2 separate regions of the Mus musculus genome follow, and region 2 is linked to region 1. Evidence: chromatin contacts called from public HiChIP or PLAC-seq data. All regions are on one chromosome and are shown on one strand. Each heading gives the region's core, a stretch centred on a gene start, on an enhancer-like site or on the middle of the called end of the contact. The rest is flanking DNA. Distances are from core to core; before and after follow the strand shown. Region 1 has its middle 28 kb from the start of Lbx1. Region 2 holds the start of Fbxw4 (F-box and WD-40 domain protein 4).

Region 1 (3,196 bases), core at 690-3,189:
TGAACTCAAAAGGACGGTTTTCTCATTTTTAGAGAACATTCCTCCGTTTGTGGTGGGAAGTGAAGGGCAAGCCTGGTTGCCATGGTGCTGAGGTCAGGGGATAACATGTGAGGGTCCTGGGGATCCAACTCACCAGCCTGATTTTCTCACTTCTAAGGGTTTTAGAACAGCTACAGAAAGCAAAGCAATGCTTTGATTTTTGGTTTTATGGTTTTTTTTTTGTTTGTTTTTGTTTTTCTTTTCGAAGAGATTGAGGGAGATTTCAGCCAACCGGTGCAGGCCTTTATTTCCAGCACTTGGGAGGCAGAAGCAGGCAGATCTCTGAGTTCAAGCCAGCCTGGTCTACAAAGCATGTCTCAGGACAGTCAGGACGGTCTCACCCAGCATGGGCTCTGCCTTGGCTCCTTCTCTAGCACAGGCTGCAGGCCAGTGTTCTCCCCCCAACCCCCACTTCCTTCCTCCCTCGCCCTGGCCAACCGACCTCCAAACTCACCTTCTCAGAGGACATAACTTTTGTGACATTCTGGTGGCTTTCTGTCCCTGTCTTTTGAGATGCATCTCGAGATGATGTTCCCAGCTGCTCAGTGTCCTACCGTAGGGAGGGGGGGGGCACATGTGTGACGAGAGGGAGACTTCAGAGCAAAAACCCTAGTTTATGACTGCTGTGTTCCTGGCTCTGAGCCCCTAGAACAGCCTCCTACCCTGTGACTGGGAGTCTCTCCTGACCCGATTTCCTTTCCGTAGACACTCCTCTCTGGTTCTGCTTCTTGCAAGCCGCCGTTTCCCTCCTAACCCAGAGCTTATTTCCTTAATTAATGTATCTCACACTCCAAGAATGTCGGGGGTGGGGTCCCCGGGGCAGCGCCGGTCTTCCTTTCTGTTCTTCACCTACTACTGGAAAGCCCTCCCTCTCTGGCTTCAGGCCATCAGCTCGGCCCTGATAGTCCCTCAATGCTCACGTGTCTTCTTATCCACTTACCTCCTACCGGCTGTCCCTCGGCTCAGGATGGGGTTTGGGTTTCCCTTCCGCAGAGTAGGAAGATGTGGTGACCGTCTAAGCAGAGAAGCCTTGCGTTCCGCCTCTCCGCCCCATGACCCTGGTTGGCTGAAGTTGGCTTTTCTGTGCCTCTCTATCAGCATCTCCCCGACCCCCCAGGGTGACGAACTTACCCTTGTAGGCTAAACCCCCAGCCTCTGCTTTTCCTGACTGTCTTCGTGTTGAATCCTGCCTGCGGGAGACCCCTCCGGCTCCCCGACTGGGAGGTGTTCTATTACACAGCAAAGTGCGGTTTAAGTAGCTGTAAGGAAATGTGACAGAAAAGTCTGTCGGGGTTCAGTCAGACTTGCCAAAACTTGGTGTAACTTTTGGAAGTTGTCAGTGTGCCTCCTAAGGAAACCTGATCTGATGGAAGCCGGAGGAGTCGGGGACGGTCAGGTAAGAGGCCGGAAGCATTGTGGAGGAGGGGCAGACAGAGTTCAGCACCCACCCCCGCGTCATAGCCTAAGAAGACCCTGGGGGTTGGGAACCGGAGACTTCTTTCTCCGAGTGCTACCAGACAAAGGCAGACGAAGCAGTAGGATTCCTCCAAGTTTTACTCTGGGGGTCATGGGGCAGACCATGCTGGTGTGGGGTAGGCTTAGAAGTAAATTAAAGCTGGGCATGGTGGCGCACGCCTTTAATCCCAGCGCTCAGGAGGCAGAGGCAGGTGGATTTCTGAGTTCGAGGCCAGCCTGGTCTACAAAGTGAGTTCCAGGACAGCCAGGGCTATACAGAGAAACCCTGTCTCGAAAAACAACAACAACAACAAAACAAAACAAAAAGAAGTAAATTAAAATAAGACAAGATTCCCTCCCATGAGTCTTTTAGCCTGAGGTCAGGGACATCTAGACCCTGGAAGGAAAGGCCTTCCCTCTTAGAGACCAGAAGTTGGAAATTCCTGAAGAACAAAGACCAAAGCCTCTGCCAGGTGGGGCTCAGAATAGCTAACAAGTGTCCCAACAGAGAGCCTGACAGATAGTGACACCTTTAGTCACTCCACTCAGGAGGCAGAGGCAAGTGGATCTCTGTGAGTTCAAGGCCAGCCTAGATTGCAGAGTGAGTTTCAGGCCAGCCAGGACTACACAGAGTCACCCTGTCTCAGAAAAACAAAAACAAAAGAAACAAAAAGAGAACCTTAGCAGAGGCTAAAGATGTTCCTTGCTTGACTGGGAGAGTGCTGGCCTAGCTGTGTGAAGCCTGGACTCCCAGGTTCGGTGCCCAGCATTAATAAACTGCGTGTGTGGTGACGCGTATTTGTAAGCCCGACACTTGGAGGTATAGGTGGAAGGACCAGAATTTCAAGGTGTCTTCCTTGGCTACACAGCCAGCTTGAGATCAGCCTGGAAAACATTAGACCCTGCCTCAAACAAAACACTCAACAGGCTCAAACCGGAAGTGTCGAAACCGATCTTCCCAGGTTACACAGACTTTCTGAGAATCTCCCAGCTTCCGTCCTGGCCCAGTCAGGGCTCGGTCTGCCTTCCTTCCATGGGCAGTGTACCCGCCCGGGTGTGCCAGCCTTACCCAAGCCAGCCTCCAGCCCTGACATGATCTCTCTGGTCTCAGCAAGCCGAGCTACCCGAGGCTTCAATTAGGCGCCACTTCAAAAGCTTTCTGAAGCAGGTGAGAGATAATATGTAAACAAGAGCCTCCATGAGTCATTGGCCCTTCCTATCCACCCGGTGGCTCCTCTGCCAGTCTCTGAAGAACCAGCCTGGGTTGTCTCCCAGAGCAGATGCTATCCTGGGGCCAAGGCCTGTCCAGGCTCCTCTGCCACCACTACTGCCTGCATCTTCTTCAGCATACGCCCAATGTCAACCAAGCCCTGACTCACACGTGTAACTCTTAACCCTCCAGCCAACCTCAGGAGTCCGGCTGAGCTTATCTTAATCTGGCACACTTCTTCCCCAGCTCTTCCTGTACCTTCTAGAACCTCCACCTGTGCACAGACACACCACACACCACAGACACACACCACACACATACACACACATAGACACACATCCACTGCACACCACACACACTACAGATTCTGAGGCTTGAAATTTCTCACTGGGTAAAGAACTGACTGCCCAGGCGAGTCAATGGTGCTCAGATTCCCAGCGCCCATGTAAATGCCGAGTGGGTGCAGTGCTCTGCCCATGACCCCACACTCAG
Region 2 (3,274 bases), core at 500-2,999, 450 kb after region 1:
CTCTATCATCAAAGATGACAGACAAGAGTCAAACATTTATGACCCAGAAAAATTCCAAATTTATAACAAAAACACCAAGACCCCAGAGACAAGGAGTAGGAAGAAACAGTCTCACAGGTGAAACAGACACATGGCAAAATATTTATCCTGGCTAGCGCAGAGCGATACAAAATAACAGAGCTTTGGCTACTATCACTCACCCACTAAAGATGTGGTTTAATTCTCTCATCAAACCGGCTCACTCATTCTTTGCTGGTATACTGTGACCTCTGCCCATCAAAACCTTTAATCCAATAGTGGCTACCTTGAAATTTTTATTCTAAGGAGTTAATTCAAGACAAATTATGTCATGGCGTATGACATACCTCCAAATCTATTACATCATTCATTAAGCATTCATTCTGTTAGGATGGGGAAGTGGGGTGGGGGGTGGGGGGTAGTAGGGTTAGGGGGTGTGCAACTGAAAAACTTTTAAAATGGAAATAGGAGTGCATCAAATGATCATTTCTTACGGTTTTTTAAAACTTTATTATATTCGCATATGTTACAACAAAGCAAGAGCAGGGTGCAGTCTGAAAGCGTTTATCCTGACCAGTTCTGTGACTGTCATACACGCTCTCCCCTTCCTGTTTAACAGCCTGAGTGTTTTAGGAATGGTTTGCATCCACGGGTCTCAGATATTACTAGGTCAAACTGCCTATCTTGGATACCGCCTACCCCAAATCCAACTTGATGCCTCACACAGACATCTTTTGTGGGTCCTTCCACCTGAATTAAGTCCTAAAATAGGTTGACAATGGAACTGAAAGGTTTTTTTGTTTGTTTTTGTTTTTGTTTTTTTAAGGTTCTGAGCCCTTTTCTGCACATTTAATTTGATCTGAGCCCTGAAACCTAACAACCTTTGAGAGGGTGGGCAGGACGAAAGGCCACAAAAACCACGTTGGTGGACCTGGGCCTGGGCCCTAGAACCAGCAGGAGTCACCCTTCAGGTCCTGTCTGTCGCACAGGACACAGGGCAAGGAACCCAGGGAGCCAAACCTTTGGGAATACTCATTTTAGGATGGCTAACTGTGAGTAGCCGCCCACGGGGGAGGGTGCCGACTGAGGAATGCTCTCCGGAAGTTTCCTCGGGTTGGGGAATCTTGAAGAGGGGTGACACCAGTATTCCTCGAGGGTGCTGGGGGAGGGGAGAGGGAGGGGGTGGGGGGCAAGTCTGGGCTTCAGTATTCCGGGTGCCACACGGTCCCGAGCCGACCAGGCCTCGGCGCCCCGCCCTTTCCCAGGACGCTGGCCGGCCCGGGGCGGGGAGCGGGCGGGCGAGCGGGCGCTTACAGGTCGGTGCCGAGCCGCGTGAAGCCGGTGTTGAGCGAGGCCCGGGCTATCGGGCGCCAGAGCAGGTCGCAGCTGGTGAAGCGCCGCAGCCAGCGGCAGACTTGGGCCAGGCGGCCGAGGGCCCGCGTGTCGAGGTAGGAGCAGATGAGCAGCAGCAGCTCCTCCGGCAGGCGCCAGAGCGCGGGCCCCGCGGCCGGACGGGTGGCCGGCTCCACGGCCGCCGCTGCGGCATCCTCCGCCGCGTCCTCCGCCATGGCCGTCCGGGTTCCCGGGATGCCGCCGCACGCCTGAGGTCCCTGCTCCTGTCCTCTCTCCAGGCTGTCGTCCTCCCGCCGCCCGGCCCCGACCCTCCGCTCCTCCTTCCCCGGCTCTGCGCTGCCCTCATCCCGCTTCCCGGAGCTTCTCGGCCTTTCCTCCTCGCCTCCCTCGCCTTCCTGTCCCCGGCCTGCCTCAGCCGCCGGCCCCGCTGCCTTCCTCTCCGGCTGCAGGCCCGGCTTTCCTTCCGCCCCGCTTCCTCTTCCGCCGTGCCCGGTACCTGCTTTCCCCTTCCCTTTCCCTTTCCCTTGCTTTCCCCGCGCGACCCTCGCCTCCTGCAGTTTCCTCGCCTCCCCGCCCTCGCCTTCCCTGGGCCCGCGGTTCCCGGGGGGACCCGAGCGGCCCTGGCTGCTCATGAGCGGCCGCGGGGCCGGCTCGACGCACAGCCGAAGACGCCACCGCCTCCTCGAGAGGAGGCGACACCACGTCGGACCGGGTCACATGGGGCGGCGCGGGCCCAAGCCGAGACCCGCCCCTCACGCCTGTATTTCGGGGTGCGAACCCCAACCTGGTCACTGACATCCCCATCTTCTGGAGCACCAGGAACATCTAGTTGAAGCGTGTGTCTTCAAGACCGGATGGAGAAAGCGAGCTTGATGGCTCTCGTCTGTGATCCCGGCATGAGGCTAAGGCAGGAGGATGGCCATGAGTTCAAGGCCGGCCTGGCCTACAGAGCAAGAGACTGTCCAAATTAAAAAGACAGAGACAGACAGACAGACAGATTGCTGAAAGGTTCACAGAAAACTCCCACCTACGTCACAAGAGGAGCCTGTGGCTTCAGGAACTATCAAAGTTGAGCCTCTGCCCTCAAGGGGCCTTTTGGTCCCATGAGGCTTCCTCTTCCCCAGGTTGATGCCTTCTTTCCACAAGCCACAAACCAGATTCTTAAAAAAATGCAAGCCAGACGTTAGAAAGTTCCATTGCCCTTGGTCTCACGAAGGATGTCAACCAAGGTCCTGTAGGTTGTCCCAGTATGATTCGACAACAATGAGGGAGGTAAAACCAACCTTCTAGATCCTGAGTCCGCAGCTCCCAAACGAAGCAGCACGTGGCCAAGCAGGGGTTTTTTAGTAGCCGTTACATAGGCAGAGCTGAATCTACAAGATTACTAGGGATCCGTTTCCCATACCACCCACTGGATCCACCTGAACCAATCTAAGCTTCAGAAGTACAGATCGATGCTGTCCCATTGGATCTGTGGGGCCACTTTAATCACATGTGGCTTCTTTCTGTGTGTGTGAAAGGCAGGGTCTCCAGGTCTGAGCGTGCTGTAAGCATAAGTGAGGTACACAGCTGATTTTGAAGAGCTAGACAGGAAAAAGAATGTGAGATGTCTTACATAATTCTAAACTACATGTTAATTATTAGTAGTCTGGACATACTGAACTGAATTCAGTATATTTCGTATAATTGTTAGAAATCTTTGTATTCCGTGTTATTTCTCTATTAGACAGCACTTAGGAAGTAAGACTTAGGAGAGCCAGGCGTGGTAGAACATGCTAATAGTCCCAGAGCTGAGGAGCCAGAGGCAGGCAGATCTCAGGCCAGCCAGGGCTACATACTGAGACCCTGTCTCCAAAAGGGGGGAAAAAGGCAAAATAAGTTTCCTTTTCTTGACTCTATATAA

The links. HiChIP or PLAC-seq counts read pairs in DNA pulled down with a chosen protein or histone mark.
Region 2: an H3K27ac HiChIP or PLAC-seq map of acute myeloid leukemia shows a contact between it and region 1, with 3 times the contacts expected there. The contact joins the promoter of Fbxw4 here to the enhancer-like site in region 1. A contact is called at or near these places in 14 of 39 promoter capture datasets (the 3T3-L1 cell line, the C10 cell line, HPC-7-derived erythroid cells and 9 more), 4 of 15 datasets of contacts at CTCF or cohesin (the NIH/3T3 cell line, large pre-B cells, pro-B cells and 1 more), 15 of 484 Hi-C or Micro-C datasets (B cells, adipose-derived mesenchymal stem cells, cardiomyocytes and 5 more), 15 of 115 datasets of contacts at active chromatin or transcription factors (acute myeloid leukemia, astrocytes, bone marrow-derived macrophages and 10 more) and 2 of 9 other capture datasets (embryonic stem cells and macrophages).

The regions. Positions count from the first base shown.
Region 1 is chr19:45,207,417-45,210,612 of GRCm38.p6, forward strand. No RefSeq gene overlaps it. Among named protein-coding and RNA genes, the nearest start is that of Lbx1, 28 kb to the right of the region's middle. Within about 2 kb of position 1,940, at least 80 of the 459 cell types and tissues checked have an H3K27ac peak or open chromatin away from gene starts, as enhancers often do. A contact at or near this core is called in acute myeloid leukemia, craniofacial prominence, embryonic stem cells and 1 more, where this site is marked.
Region 2 is chr19:45,658,444-45,661,717 of GRCm38.p6, forward strand. Fbxw4 (F-box and WD-40 domain protein 4) reads right to left here and starts at 1,750. Exons shown (of 9, transcript NM_013907.2): 1 at 1,333-1,750. The coding sequence starts at 1,586.